5 separate regions of the Mus musculus genome follow, and regions 2, 3, 4 and 5 are each linked to region 1. Evidence: chromatin contacts called from public Hi-C and promoter capture Hi-C data. All regions are on one chromosome and are shown on one strand. The core of a region is the stretch at or near the end of the contact, and the rest is flanking DNA. Distances in the headings are between cores, read along the strand shown.

What was found. Promoter capture Hi-C pulls out the DNA fragments that hold promoters and counts their contacts. Hi-C and Micro-C count contacts between places; a contact is called where the count stands out from the background.
Region 2: a contact with region 1 is called in a promoter capture Hi-C map of pre-B cells, with 6 times the contacts expected there. The contact joins the promoter of Idnk here to the promoter of Tut7 in region 1. A contact is called at or near these places in 6 of 39 promoter capture datasets (the 3T3-L1 cell line, the C10 cell line, hippocampal neurons and 2 more) and 1 of 115 datasets of contacts at active chromatin or transcription factors (pancreatic cancer cells).
Region 3: a Hi-C map of CD8 T cells shows a contact between it and region 1, with 4 times the contacts expected there. The contact joins the promoter of Hnrnpk here to the promoter of Tut7 in region 1. A contact is called at or near these places in 10 of 39 promoter capture datasets (the 3T3-L1 cell line, 3T3-L1-derived adipocytes, cranial neural crest and 6 more), 8 of 484 Hi-C or Micro-C datasets (CD4 T cells, CD8 T cells, Th1 cells and 4 more) and 2 of 9 other capture datasets (adipose tissue and liver).
Region 4: a promoter capture Hi-C map of hippocampal neurons shows a contact between it and region 1, with 3 times the contacts expected there. The contact joins the enhancer-like site here to the promoter of Tut7 in region 1. A contact is called at or near these places in 2 of 39 promoter capture datasets (cranial neural crest and hippocampal neurons), 10 of 484 Hi-C or Micro-C datasets (B cells, the Ba/F3 cell line, brown adipocytes and 7 more), 2 of 115 datasets of contacts at active chromatin or transcription factors (the 230-238 cell line and large pre-B cells) and 1 of 9 other capture datasets (embryonic stem cells).
Region 5: a contact with region 1 is called in a promoter capture Hi-C map of the HPC-7 cell line, with 5 times the contacts expected there. The contact joins the promoter of Ctla2b here to the promoter of Tut7 in region 1. A contact is called at or near these places in 2 of 39 promoter capture datasets (the 3T3-L1 cell line and the HPC-7 cell line) and 1 of 484 Hi-C or Micro-C datasets (LSK cells).

Annotation. Positions count from the first base shown.
Region 1 is chr13:59,821,655-59,824,483 of GRCm38.p6, reverse strand. Tut7 (terminal uridylyl transferase 7) reads left to right here and starts at 1,374. Exons shown (of 27, transcript NM_001373962.1): 1 at 1,374-1,851; 2 at 2,374-2,829. The coding sequence starts at 2,405.
Region 2 is chr13:58,156,255-58,159,083 of GRCm38.p6, reverse strand. Idnk (idnK gluconokinase homolog (E. coli)) reads right to left here and starts at 1,435. Exons shown (of 5, transcript NM_198004.3): 1 at 1,348-1,435. The coding sequence starts at 1,397.
Region 3 is chr13:58,401,101-58,403,929 of GRCm38.p6, reverse strand. It overlaps Hnrnpk (heterogeneous nuclear ribonucleoprotein K), which reads left to right and starts at 1,418. Exons shown (of 16, transcript NM_025279.3): 1 at 1,418-1,537. Rmi1 (RecQ mediated genome instability 1) reads right to left here and starts at 1,333. Exons shown (of 3, transcript NM_028904.3): 1 at 1,141-1,333.
Region 4 is chr13:58,637,759-58,640,587 of GRCm38.p6, reverse strand. No RefSeq gene overlaps it. Among named protein-coding and RNA genes, the nearest start is that of Slc28a3, 28 kb to the right of the region's middle. Within about 2 kb of position 1,432, at least 13 of the 459 cell types and tissues checked have an H3K27ac peak or open chromatin away from gene starts, as enhancers often do. A contact at or near this core is called in cerebellum, cortical neurons and hippocampal neurons, where this site is marked.
Region 5 is chr13:60,896,114-60,898,942 of GRCm38.p6, reverse strand. Ctla2b (cytotoxic T lymphocyte-associated protein 2 beta) reads left to right here and starts at 1,496. Exons shown (of 5, transcript NM_007797.1): 1 at 1,496-1,608; 2 at 2,198-2,315; 3 at 2,583-2,705; 4 at 2,800-2,829. The coding sequence starts at 2,229.

The DNA.
Region 1 (2,829 bases), core at 125-2,624:
CTCACCCATTCCCTCAGCCCCCTCATTCTCTTAATACGTCTACATTGCTTGGTGGTCAGAGTCTGATACATGGAACTTTTACTGTCAGTGACAGGAACTCTCAAGTTATATTCAGAACAGCTACTAGCTGTGGGACCCTAGAGAAAGATGGCTTTCTGGGAAGGCTTGTCTGGCCTCAGTGGGAGAGGATGTGCCTTATGATACCAGGGTTGGGCAATGAAGTGGGGGGGGGACACCCTCTCAGAGGTGAAAGGAGGGGTCCTGGGGAAAGGAAGGGGGAGGGGGGAACCAGGATGCAGCATTTGGAATGTAAATACTTTTTTTTTTTTCCGAGACAGGGTTTCTCTGTGTAGCCCTGGCTGTCTTGGAACTCACTCTGTAGACCAGGCTAGCCTTGAACTCAGAAATCCCCAAACCCACACAGCAAGAGGAAACTGACAAAACAAGTTGGTTGTAGAATATCAACCATTTAGCTATGTCTCTTTTGCTTTTTAAATTTCAATTGTATTCCTTTCTTCCTGAACTAGTAGGATTGAGTTAGTATTTATTTACAGTTTTAAAGACAGTTTCTTGGAATAGCAAAGGCTGTATGCATTCTTCACTTTAAGACTGTTGGCTAAAGAACCCAATGGATTTAAATTTATACTTTGTAGAGGTAGAAATGAAAACTGCCTTATTTTTTCCAGCACTTCTATTCATTAGTTGCTTGAGGCTTTCAAGGCATGTAGGACACTTTAGATAACAATGAATGTTCAATTAGAAAAAAAAAAAGCAACTCTGTGTTGTTTGCTAAGTTTTTGTTTTTTGTTTTTTTGAGACAGGGTTTCTCTGTGTAGACGTAGCTGTCCTGGAACTCACTCTGTAGACCAGGCTGGCCTCGAACTCAGAAATCTGCCTCCCTCCAAGTGGGATTAAAGGCATGTGCCACCACTCTCCGGCTGTTTGCTAGTTCTTAAAGAAAAAAAAAAGTTGAATCTCTTTCTACCCCCAGGTCGAGCTTAATCCAGAGGTTTAGGCCGCTGAACTTCCTTCAAGGTCGTTCACAAGGCCCTCACTGAAACTTGGAGCCACTCGGAATTATAAAAAGACCCAGCTTCCCGAGCAGCCACAGAGGGGCGTCGGGGGAACCCGAAAGCACTGGGCGACGGATCTCGCAGGTAGCTAGGGAGCAACCCCGGACCTCTGCGCCCGCACCCGCGGCGCGCCCCCGGCGCTGGGAGGAACCTGGGCGGCGCGCGCTTCCGGTGCGCGCTTCCGGCCAGCCGCGGAGCGCGGGGCGGGGACACCGCAGTCTTCCAATCGCGCACAATGAGACGGCGCTGAGCGCCGGAAGTGGGGCTGAAGGAAAACACGGTGAGGAGCCGGGCCCGGACAGGAAGCGGCGGGGGACCGCAGCGGCGCTGGTGAGTGCTCCGGGGCGCCGTCTCGTCGCGTCCCTCCGGGACTCGCCTCCGGGCTGGGCCCGTGGGTTCCCCCCGCCCCCAGAAGCGTATCTGCCCGGCCCCGAGGTACGTTGGCGCCGTCCTTCTCCGGCCGCCTCGGCCCGGCTGTGCGCCCGGAGCCCTCGGGTTCGAGTCCGCGTCTTCACTTTGTGTCGGGGCTCCGGCCCTGGTCCGGGGAACCCCGGAACCCTGTCAATGGCCGGGCGCTTCCTGCTTCCTATTCCCCACGGCGGCTTCGTGGCCAGTAGCGCGGAACCGCCTCCTCCTTCGCCTGGGGACTCCGCTGGTGGAAACTGAGGCACACAGGGGTGGGGCAGCCGAATGGGGAAGGAAAAGGAGTGTCATCCTGCGGAGGATTGTGGTTGGTGACGAAACTGGACTTGTCTGGGGCTGGGGACTGAGAAGTCGGGTAAGTCAGCTGGCGTTGTCCCTTGGTCGGAAGCCTGGACCCTTAGAGCGGTACCTTAGTGGGAAGTGCTGTCCCTTCGCCCAGCGGTCGCGCCGGGTTGAAAAGCGAAGCTTAGAGTGGGGGCTGATCGAAACTGAAATCTGCTCACATAGTTTCGGCTACTTTGATACCTAAAAGTAATTGCCAACTTTAAAAAAAAGAAATAGATTTGGGAGTTTTGTAACAGTGTTGACTTAGGATGTTTACTTTGAAGAGAGGTGCTTTCGTTACATAGAAGTTACTTCTTTAGTTTCTGAGACTATAGAAGTGTCTTCAGATTTAGTCTTTGTATTAAATAAGGACCAGTTTTTATGAACACTGTAACTTCTGGAATGCATTAATTATTAGGAATGTGGTAACAATTTAATTTTTAAATGGGGGAAGATAAAGGCTTCAGGGCACCCGTGTGTTACTTTGAGTATTTGGTATGATATTATTTTACAATTTTGTTTTGTTCCCCCCTCCCCCAATGCCTTCTTTCAGGTACAAAGTAAGAAAGTTGAAGTCAAAGACCATGGGAGATACAGCAAAACCTTACTTTGTGAAGCGCACTAAAGACCGTGGAATTATTGATGATGATGATTTCAGAAGGGGCCATCCCCAACAAGATTATTTAATAATGGATGATTATGCTAAAGGCCATAGCAGTAAAATGGAAAAGGGCCTTCCAAAAAAGAAGATATCACCCGGGAACTATGGGAACACCCCCAGGAAAGGACTGTATGGGGTTTCCAGCAATCCATATGCATTTAAAAACCCAATTTACAGTCAGCCTGCTTGGATGAATGATAACCACAAAGATCAAAATAAAAAATGGCTATCTGATGAACTCGCTGGTAATGCAGACAGCTGGAGAGAGTTCAAGCCCGGACCTAGGATTCCTGTCATAAGCCGCTCAAGGAAGGAATCCTTTCAGGAAAGTGACGATGCCTACAGGTG
Region 2 (2,829 bases), core at 186-2,685, 1.7 Mb after region 1:
CCTTTAAATACTACTGAGTTTATTTTTTTGTTGGCCAACTACTCCCCAGGATGGGACCTGCCCTGAAGTGTGGTTGATACATCCAATGAGAGGGGTTTAATAAAAAGTTTAAATGCCAGCACACTGTAAAGTTCGGAGGCCCGTAAAATCTCAAAGCACTGCTAGCTTACCAGATACACACAATGCTGGTAAGGTAGCACAGCAGTTAGACCACTGGCTGCTCTTCCGGGGCCTCTGGATTTGGTTCCCAGAATCCAGATGGCAGCTTGCAACCATCTGTATGGAACTCCCATTGCAGGTACTCTGGTGCCCTCTTCTGACCACCGTGTGCACTGCACCCTTGTGGTACTCAGACCAAAACCCCATAGACACAAGACACACCAACAGGAGCAGAGATGGATCCCGTGCCATCAACACCCTCCTCCATCTCTCCTGTAGAGTTCCCCTTAGTTTTTCACCCTGCAGTACCTGTCACTCAACTGAGTTCTCATTCAGCGCCTCTATCGACTCCCCAGCCCCTGAACTGTTTCCAAATCAGCCCAGTCCAGCCACTCCATCAGAAAACAAACACCGGTGATGCTCTCAGGCTTATCCCCCAGTCTCTACCACAAAGACAATCTGAGCTCGTACTATGGGCTTTGTGTGGTTCTGGACAGAAGTGAAAGGGTTTCTGGGTAGAGTCGTACAACAGCGGGGTTTTCGCCTCTGGGGTTTGTTTGTTCACTCTGTGGTGCTGGGAATGAACACACACACACACACACACACACACACACACACCCGGCACGACAATCAAACACTCCACCACCGAGTTACTCTGTTCCGTTTCACTTTCAGTTTAAAGAACCTTGCAGTTAGATGGCGTCTATCAAACCAAATGCCTACCGCTTGCTTGCTTACTTCTGAACCTTCCAACACTGGGCTGAGAAGAAAATGCACATTTTGCAGAGTTTTAGCAGCACTTTCATATTAACATTCCAGCCTGAGCAGGCACACGATCAAGCTTGTTTCTCACTTTTCAAAATCTATTTGGAAGAATCCAGACACTCACCTACTAGGGAGACCATGCACCCAGGCAAAGCTTTGTACAAAGACCCAGGGCGACGTTTGCCTCCTGGTTTGGGGTTCTCACCCTCCCACACTGTTCTGCGAGGTGCCACCAGGCCCAGGTTTGTAAGGCTGAGAAGGGTCGCTAGCCACGGTCCGCGGTGACCCTGGGGAGCAGCTGCCAGCGGGGCAGGACAGCAGGGGTCCTCAGCAGGGGCCGCAAAGGCATGGCTCCCAGGGCTCAGGGCCCACACAGCCTCCCAGCTCCCATCCGCCCGTCCCCCAGTCCCCCCAACGACCTACTTTCCGGAGCCGCTCACACCCATCACCAGCAGCACCCCGGGTGCCTCCATGACCGTGCTCCCAGGTCCTCAGCGCCCGCTTCCGGGGCAGGTTCCTCCCAGTTCCTGACGTCACGGGACACGCCCCCGCATCTCCAGCGCTGACCGCTGGGCGCTGCAGCCAGAGGACATCTGCAGGCATTTGCAGGTCATCATGTCCTGAAGCAAGGAAGCCACCGGGATGCAGGGACAGTGGTAGAAACAGACAGTTTACTCACAAAGACAGCAGTGAAAGGACACGGAGTGGGCCGGGAGATCTCTCTCTCTCTCTCTTCTCTTTCCTCTCCTCTCTCTTTCCTCTCTCTCTCTTTCCTCTCTTCTCTCTCCTCTCTTCTTTTTCTTCTTTCTCTCAACTCTCTCTTCTCTTTTCCTCCCTCTTTGCTCTTTCCTATCTCACTCTCAGCCCGCAGACCCCACCCCACTCTGGAAGCCAGTTCCTCTTGCTCCGGTTCCCCCTGTGCAAACAGCGATTTTATATCAGAAGACATCATTGGCTGTTATCTGCCCAAGGGGACAGAACGCAGACAGCTAAAACCAGCGGGCCACAGATCCATGCTCACGCGCACACTGAGGCCTCACTGACTCTCCTGGAGGGAGCCTGCAAAGCAGGCTCAGAAGGGACTCCCAGCCAGGACAGGGACAGGTTGCTCTTCCCCGTAGAGGCTTGTGTCAATGACACACAAGAAATGGCAACTGCGGTGCGGCTCTCGGTAGTGTTGGCCATGAAGACAGGTGCATGTGGGAGCTGGAAGTGAGCTGCAATCCACATGGATTTCCTCCTGAGAATAAGCAACACCATCTGAGCTTCTGAACTCTCTTAGTCCACGGGCTTCACCCACAGCGACCACCATCCAGAGCCGCTCTTGGGACAATGTGAAGAAGCAGAAGGGACTGGAGAAGCGTGGATGGTGTGTGTGTGTGTGTGGGGGGGTCTTCTGCATGTATGTGTTTGTACCATGTGTGTGCTTGCTCAAGCCTCAGAAAGCCAAAAGAGGGTGCGGATGCCCAGGAGTTACAGAGGGTTACAAGCGACCCTGGTCTAGTCTCAGCAGGAGCAGCAAGTGCTCTTAACCCTTGAACCATCTCTCTAGTCCCTTTAAAAAATAATTTTTATGTGGACAGGTATTTTTACTTTTAATACTCTCTGGGTCAGATGGTACCTCTAGATTTGAGAAAATCCCAAAATGTTTTCCAAGTTGGCTGTGCCATTTATGCCCACCAAGCAATGTGTGGGCCCTCTGGTTTCTCCGAGTCACCACTAATGTTTGTTGCTGTTGTTTTTACTCTAACCATCCTGACTCTCTCTCTTTAAAACAAGAATTTTACTTTATGTATAGGAGCGTTTTGCCTGCATATATGTAAGAGTACCACATGCATGCAGTACTTGAAGGGACCATAGGAGAGCACTAGATCTTATGAAACTGGAGTTATAGATGGCTGTGAG
Region 3 (2,829 bases), core at 169-2,668, 1.4 Mb after region 1:
GAGGCGGCTATGCAGGCAATAATCTCAGCACTCGGGAGGCAGAGACAGGGGGATCTCTGAGTTCCAGACCAGCCAGGGTTACACGGAGAAACCTTGCCTCGGAAAAAAAAAATGTTGTACTAGAAATACTAACTTGCCGGGCAGTGGTGGCACACGCTTTTACTCCCAGCACTTGGGAGGCAGAGGCATTGGATTTCTGAGTTCGAGGCCAGCCTGGTCTACAGAGTTCCAGGACAGCCAAGACTACACAGAGAAACCCTGTCTCGGAAAAAAAAAAAAAAAAAAGAAAAAGAAAAAAAGAAATACTAACTTTAGCTGGCCATGGTTACGCTTGCCTTTAATCCCTGCTTTGGGAGGACGAGGCAGGTGGATCTCTTGAGAGACCCTCCGGGTCAAAAACCACCATATGAAAAATCTTGAGCCAGGAGTGGGGGCACACGCTTTTAATGCCAGCGTTTGAGAGGCAGCGGCAGGAGATCTACAGGATCCCACGACAGCCAGGGCTACACTAGGCTGTCTCAGAACGAGAGCCCCCTCACCAGATCCTCAAGCCCCAGTCTCTTCTGTCAGTTAGGTAAAGGATGGCTCGACCGCTCTGTAACGGAGCGATTTACAGGGTGCTGGCCGGTGTGCACATTTTGGGATTATTCGAGGGAAAGGTAGGACAGGGTGCGCTCGCACACACGCCTCGCTAACTGGAGGTCACCCCTACAGGCTGACATCCGGACATCAGCCAGAGTCTGGGGACCGTGGAGCTCTGCTGTGAGGATGAGGAGCGAGGCGAGCACCCGCAGTGACCCTCCCTTCCCCTGGTGGGGCAGCCATGGCGGGGCAGTGTGCCTGCGAGCTTTCTCAGGGAGGGTCCCAGGGAGCGCTGCAGCACGGACGCGCGGGCATTCCCTACGCGGCGTTCCCGGGGGGTCTGCATCGCACCGGCCCAACACGGAAGTAAGCCCCGGGCTCCCTGGGAGCGGGCGCCGCTTCCAGCCCTCCCCCGCCCTCCCCGCCGGGGGAGCCGTTAGCACAGCGGGTTTCCCGGGCGCCGCGGAGGGGGCGCAGAGCCCGCAGCGCCGGGGAGGGAGGGGGCGAGCGAGACGCGACAACGGGTAGCTGCGGAACCCGGGCGGAGCACCGACCGACCTGGCCTTCCCGCCTCGCCTCGCCTCGCCTCGCACCGCAGCGTGATCCCAGGGCCGCGCGCCGCTCTCCCTCTCCCGTTCCCAGCTGGGTTCTCTTTTCCCTCTTTCACTTCTTCCCGCCCAATCGGGCGCTCACGGGGCGACCGTCCCTCCTCCAATCGCGCCAAACTCCCTCGGGGCTCGAAAATCCCCCCGCAGTCGCCCCTCCCGGCACACGTGAGCAGCGCCGCTGAAGTCTCGCGAGAGGTCTGTCACTACTCCCCTCCCCCTCACCACAGAGTGCGCGAACGAGAAAGGAGGAGGGCGCTACAGGCGACAGCGCTGCAGACGCCATTATCCTCTGCTTCTCCGCTGCACGGACGTCGCCGTCGTGCTCGTCTCCCACTCGATTGCGGCCTGTAGGTATCTGGGTGGGCTAGGGCTTCGGGGTAGCGAGTCCCCGGAGCGGGTTGGCGCCCCGGGATGGCGGCTTGGGCTATCCCCATGCCCGAGTTTTCTCAGGCCCGCGGCCTTCCAGCCCAAAGGGAGTCGCCGGCGGAAGGCGGGGTTCTCGGCGCCGTAATTGACGCGGCCACGGGCCAATCGCTTCGCGCTCGCACCACCGCCGAAGCCTGGGCAGCCAATGGGGCGCGACGCTGAAGTGGGAGGGGGTTTGTCCTCGTTCTCTGTCTAGCAGTGACCGACCGTCGGAGGCGGCGCGGCCGGGAGGCAACGGCGGACTCGCGCGGTGAGCGGGACGGGCGGGTCGCGCTGGCTGGAGCGGGGTCGGACGCCGTAGTCGGCTGTCCGGGGTGGCGTTCGGGGCGGCCGTGGCCCGCCGGGGAACGTTGCCCGGGTTCCCCTCCCCCCACCGCCGCCATTTCCCCGAGCGTGCCCCTGCGGTTGGCGTGCCGGCGCTAGGTGGCTTGAGGGACCCGGGAAGGAGAGGCCTGTGGGTTTGCGACGCGGGCGCCCCGTGTGGAGGGAGCGCCGGGCCGTCCGGTGGACTCGCGGGTGTGGTGTGTGTGTGTGCGCCCCGGCCGCCCTTTGTCCCTCCACGGCGTGGGCCTCCCTCCTCACCCCACCTCCGGGGTGGGGGGTGCTGCGCGGCGGGGCCGATGGGGCGGCCGCGGCGGCTTTGTCTCGGGTGGTGGGGGAGGTGCGGGGGACGGGCGCTCGCGAGCCCGCGTGCTGGGTGGGGGAGGGGGGTCTCGCGCGACTCCGCCTAGTCGCACGTAGTCGCCATTACGCGGGCCGCCATTTCCTGTCGGATCCGGGTGAGGAGAGGCTCGCCGCTCGGCGACGGTCGCTGGCCGCTGCTTCCAGGCCCGGCCCGTGGGCGGGAGGCGAGCGCGCGCGGTCGGTCTCGCTCGGCGGACCTGTTAACACCAGCGCGCTGTGGGAACAGCGGCCGCGGGACGAGAGGGCTGGCTGGGCCTGTTTGTGTGCGTAGACCCGGCTGATTTGCCTGAATCCATTTACCCCCGCGGCCGGGGGTTTAGCGGAGTGGCCGGCCGATCTCTGCATTTAAAGTGGTCCCCAGAGGGATCGTCATTTGCTGCCGGCGTTTTGGAATAGGAGAAGGCATGAGGGTGATGCCTCGACTTTAAGATCCTGTGTTGGTCCTTGGCTTTGGTAGGACTACGAGTTAACTGGACCAGTTGTGATGGTTTGGTTGCAGTCTTGGAGAGTTGGGTTAGAGGTAAAATTG
Region 4 (2,829 bases), core at 183-2,682, 1.2 Mb after region 1:
CCTGTGGCCCGGGTTGAGGCCACAGTTGGGTGGGGGGGGATGGAAAACAATTTGTGTTCAACTGCGCCCTCCAGTGGCCACCGGCAGCTGCAGCGCTGCCAACAACATTTAAGATTCTCTCTCTCTCTCTCTCTCTCTCTCTCTCTCTCTCTCAAAATGAAAGCTCAGAATTATTCTAAAGAGAACACTAAACTGGAGAGAGGAGGCATGCAGACTGCAAGTTTTTAAAACCTCTCCTTTATGTTTAAAACATCTCAAAACGTTCACAGATCTATAAAGAAAGGAACCAGGGCTGGAGAGATGGCTCAGTGGTTAAGAGCACTGGCTGCTCTTTCAGAGGTCCTGAGTTCAAATCCCAGCACCGGCATTGTGACTCACGACCATCTGTAATGAGATCTAACGCCCTCTTCTGGGGTATCTGAAGACAGCTACAGTATACTTCCATATAATAAATAAACAAGGAAGGAAGGAAGGAAGGAAGGAAGGAAGGAAGGAAGGAAGGAAGGAAGGAAGGAAGGAAGGAAGGGAGAAGAAAGAAAAAGCACATAAATGTGCCATATACCCCAATATACATTCACACACCCTATACGCACATTTCAACGAAGACCCCCCCCCCAGAATTATCAGCAGTTTCAGAAATTACAACTGATGGACCATAGTTGTGAGCCCCCACGTGGCTGCTGGGATTTGAACTCGGAACCTTTGGAAGAGCAGTCAGTGCTCTTACTTGCTAAGCCATCTCGCCAGCCCCAGGCACTGTACTTTCTAATCGAAAGCACCTTTGAACTTCATTCTAGAAGGAGCCTACCTGCGCACTGCTAATGCCTGGCTTTTTACAATTTGACCTTCAATCTAGACGTCACCCAAATGATGGACTCCGTGCTTGTGAACCCTCCCCTGCTACAGAGAAGCAACAAAGGGGGAAAGACATCAACTCTATAATCTGAGACGCTGACTGCTCCTACAGGGTTCTGAGCACCCACGCCGCAGCTGGCAGGCAACCATCTGCAACTTCAGGGTTGTATCTGATGCCCTTTTCTGGTATACATGGGTACTGCATGCATGAGCTACAGATACAGGCAGGCAAAGCATTCATACACATAAAATAAAAATAAATCCTTTCTAAAAATAGTGAATGTGGCACCATTCATTTTTACATTAATTTGTTATGAGTGTGTATGTGCACACACACATGAGCGTGTGAGTGTGTGCGTGGATGACGTGGCACATCTGTGGAGGTCAAGGGACAACTGTCAGGGTCAGTGCTTTTATTCTATCATGTGCGTCTCAGGGGTAGAATTCAGGTCATCAGGCCAGGTGGCAATCTCACCAGTCCAATAACTCCATCTCTAATGCTCTGTTAAATTGTGTGCCGTGTCAGCAAGCAGAGCTGGCATGAGCCCATTAGGAAGAAAATTGGACTGTTCATAAGTATGCGCCATCTGCTGGAGCATCCATGAGCAGCCCACGACATGGACACAGTGAATAGGGCTGCAGAGACAGTAGTGGAACTGGGTCCACAAGAACTCCTTTCTGCTTTTCATTGCTGGAGGACCCTGGCCTAAGCCCAAGCACCAGAGAACTAATGAACATTTAGTCTCAATCTGCAGCCTCCCTAGGGGACCACAGCAGAGTCTGCGGAAACGGTATAATTGTCTTGTTCATTACTGGAAACAGTAACTAAGTATCCTTCAGGACTCTCCAGCTCAAGATCTATAAGGATTTCTATTGTTCTGCTTCTCAGGCTTGGTATTTGTTTGGTGCTTTAAAAAGAGAGAAACCTGTCTCCTGCTATGTTTAAATGCCCAATCCCATCAGGACACTTCTGCAGCTGCCTGCATTGGGAGAAATCAGGAAATGACATCAAAGTCTAGACATAAAACAAAACATAAAAAGACATCTTTGAGACAAGCCTGGAGAAATGTGAGCATGAGCAATAGGTAGATGGTGACAAGCCTCTATTTCCAGTTTCCAGTCAGCTTGGGTACCACAGCTCAGTCTAAGGAAACCACACACAGCCATCTTTATCCTGCCCAGGACTGGGGAGACATGAGCTTAGAGATCTCCACCCAGACTCCAGAGGGTGGAGTAACCTTTATCTGAAGTTTTTGGGACCAGCATGCTTTTCTTCCTTTCTTTCTTCCTTCCTTCCTTTCTTTCTTTCTTTCTTTCTTTCTTTCTTTCTTCCTTTCTGCGTTTAGAATGTTTGCATATACATCATGTGTATCTTGGGAATGTGGCTCAGGGGCACACAAAATTCATTTAAAGAAAAAAATATATATATATACACACACACATATGTATCCTAAAGATATATACTTTTTATATATACACTTTTTTTCTCCTTTGGAGACATGTTCTTCTCCCTGTGTATCTCTGGCTGATCTGGTATTCACAAAGATCCTCCTACATCTGCCTCCAGAGTATTGGAATTAAAAGTGTGCACCACCACTCCTGGCTGGGTGGCTGGTCTTGTCTCTGAGACTGCATAACCACATAGCATTATCATTGAGAAATTCACACTTGAGAACCACACAATCAAGTTATAATAAATAAATAAATAAATAAATAAATAAATAAATAAAATCTCATTAACATTTAAAGTAAGTTTGTTATTTGTGACTGTATTCATAACTGCCCTTGGGGAGCTACCTGCAAAAGATCAGAGCCTCATTCAGGTGGCTATGATTAATCCCCCCAGCTGTCCACAGTGCAGGTTACTTGCTTGGGCTCTGGGGCCTCACGCCCTTTCTGAGCATGCTTGCCCTGTTGATACAATTTTGCTTTTCCCTCCTGGGCTTTCACATAGTATGCAGTCCCCAAGAGCCC
Region 5 (2,829 bases), core at 247-2,746, 1.1 Mb before region 1:
CCTCACTCTGCTTCCCTTCTCCTGTCCAATCACAAGCCTCCCACTGCCCTAATGTTATTGGACAGGGAAAATTCTGCAAAATAAGATCACTCAAATTTTTATGTAAGCACGTAGCTATATGAGCTTAGTTCTCTTAGACCCACCTTCATTTGTGTTCCATAACTTTGGATATGTAATGTAATTAATTTAAATCTGACAATGTTTTGATCTCTTTCTGATTTCTATCTTGACCCAATTTTATTCACTGGAAATTTTTTCGTTTCCATGTGTTTATAAGCTTTCTGTTGCTTTTGATATCCAGCGTTACTCCACAGTGCTCAGAAAGGATGGAGGTGTTATTTCAATTTTTTGTACATCAGTTGAGAATTCCTTTGTGTCCAAGTATATGATAGGTTTTGAATAATGTTCCATGGGTAACTTAAAGAATGTAGCAGAAAATGTGAACCAAAGACTACCACAACTTGACCACAAATGTGAAGAGATTTCTTTCATTTGAATTGTAATGTAGAACTAAGCTGAATTGCTACTATCTGTGTATATCAATTCTCTGCTTAGATTTTTATCCAGTTTGACTTGGGGGAGCATATGCATTTTTTTAGAAAAGTATTATCTATCCATCCAATTCTTTCTGTAATACACATTCAATAATCTTCAAATCTCAATTATATGACAGACAAGAATTTGGTACAACTCTGGAGAACATCAGAGGAAAATGGCCATGCATCTACTGATTTACCTTTTATATGTTATAGCAAAATGGAAACAAACTTCTGATCACATGTAGAAATTTGTATCCTCTGTATTTGCGCAGCCCAAGGCCACTGTAGTCTTTTCTGACTTTTGTTAAGTCTGCTTTTTAATCATAGGCCCAACTATGCTTGTGAGAGTAATAGAGAAATCCACACAGCAATTAACTCATGTTCAGTCAAACCCTGCAGTTGTCCCATCAAACCCTGCAGGCCATAGAGCTTTGTATGCATCAGGCATTTGTTGTTGCGTTCAGACAACTCTAGCATTTTTCACAAACACTGTGAATTCCTGAGTTGAGACACTGACATTCCAGGTAAGTGATGAGTGTTTCAGACTACTCTGTCTATGAGTGGTTGTTTCACCTTCTCTGAAAGTGCTTCTGTCTGTCTTGGGCTGCGTTTCTAACAAGACAGACACAGACAGGTACGCACTGCTTGATGCTCTCTCTACAGATGCAGAATCTGATGTAGGACTGTGAGACACTGTAGCTCTCCCCACTGACTTCATCTTGCCATAATTGTGTTCTCTAACAATTGTTAACTCTAGAGAACCAGACATCCTGTGAGTCTTGGCATTGTCAGAGAAGTCTCATGCTTCCTGTATGACTCAGCCTAGTCCTTGCGTCTGGTCAGTCTCTAGATGTTTTCCTGTCTGTAGTTGTGAAGCTGGCTTGTGACGTCTGCTCTGTGGGCCAGGCCGAGGCTTCAGGAAAGAACTAGCAGTGCTCCAGGAAGGAAAAGGTGGAGCCACAGGCTGCTCTCCTCATGCACCACTAGCCTCCTCTGTCAGTTGCTCTTCAGAGGCCCTGGACAACAAAGTTCTGGTTTCTATCTGTGAACAGAAGCTGCAGCACTTCAGGTGAGAGCAGAGAAAAGCAAGGTACACAGGCCCCCTACCTGCTAACTCATTTTCAACAAACTTCCTCACAGCTCTACTCTGGTTACCTGAGACATCTCCTATTTCGTAGGTTTTATTCACTGTTTTGTTTTTGCTTTGTTTTCTTGTTTGTCTGTCTCTTAATTTTTTTTTTTTTTTTTTTTTGGTTTTTTTCGAGACAGGGTTTCTCTGTGTAGCCCTGGCTGTCCTGGCACTCACTTTGTAGACCAGGCTGGCCTCGAACTCAGAAATCCGCCTGCCTCTGCCTCCCGAGTGCTGGGATTAAAGGCGTGCGCCACCACGCCCGGCTTCTTAATTTTTTATGATGATAATAGGATTACATTTTTTTCTCCTCCTTTTTCTGCCTCACATTCTCAGACATGCCTTTTCTGATACTTTTTAAATTCTGTTCTCTTTTTTTACTCATTGTTATTACATACATACATGCACATACATATATATTGCTAAATAGAGCTTAGACAGTATGTATAACATTACTTGCATTTACCTTTTGGGTCTGACCATAGTATTGGACAACAACTCATTGTCTATGTTTTGGGAACCCAAATAGTGCTGTCTTCCTGCTCATCCTCTGCTTGGGAATGATGTCAGCTGCTCCATCCCCTGATCCAAGTTTGGATAATGAGTGGAAAGAATGGAAGACAACATTTGCAAAAGCCTACAGTCTGGTTGGTAAAATGGGCACAGTCTAGAGGGATCTCAGAAAGAAGGACTCTTGCTGTTGGGAGTCTGTGGGCATAAATATGGCCATAAAGACAAGCCATCACTAAGGACTTGCCTAAAGACATGCATTATGAACCCATACTGGGTAAGGAGAATGGCTGACAACAGTGTCATGAGACCACATGCTTTGGCTCTTCTTTCTCTACATACCATTTCCTCAGCTTGTGTGTGGTGTTAAGATGAGAAATGCTATCTGTTGTACTCATTTTCAGGATGAAGAAAGACACAGAAGACTCATGTGGGAGGAGAATAAGAAGAAAATTGAGGCACACAATGCAGACTATGAGCGGGGCAAGACCAGCTTCTACATGGGCCTGAATCAATTTAGTGACTTGGTGAGTGAGACACTGATTGTTAATTCTGTTTCTTCACTCCGTTTCCTTACAGTTAGTCTCTTGGTTTTAATGTATTGTTTGCTTATATATGAAGACTCCAGAAGAATTCAGGACAAATTGCTGT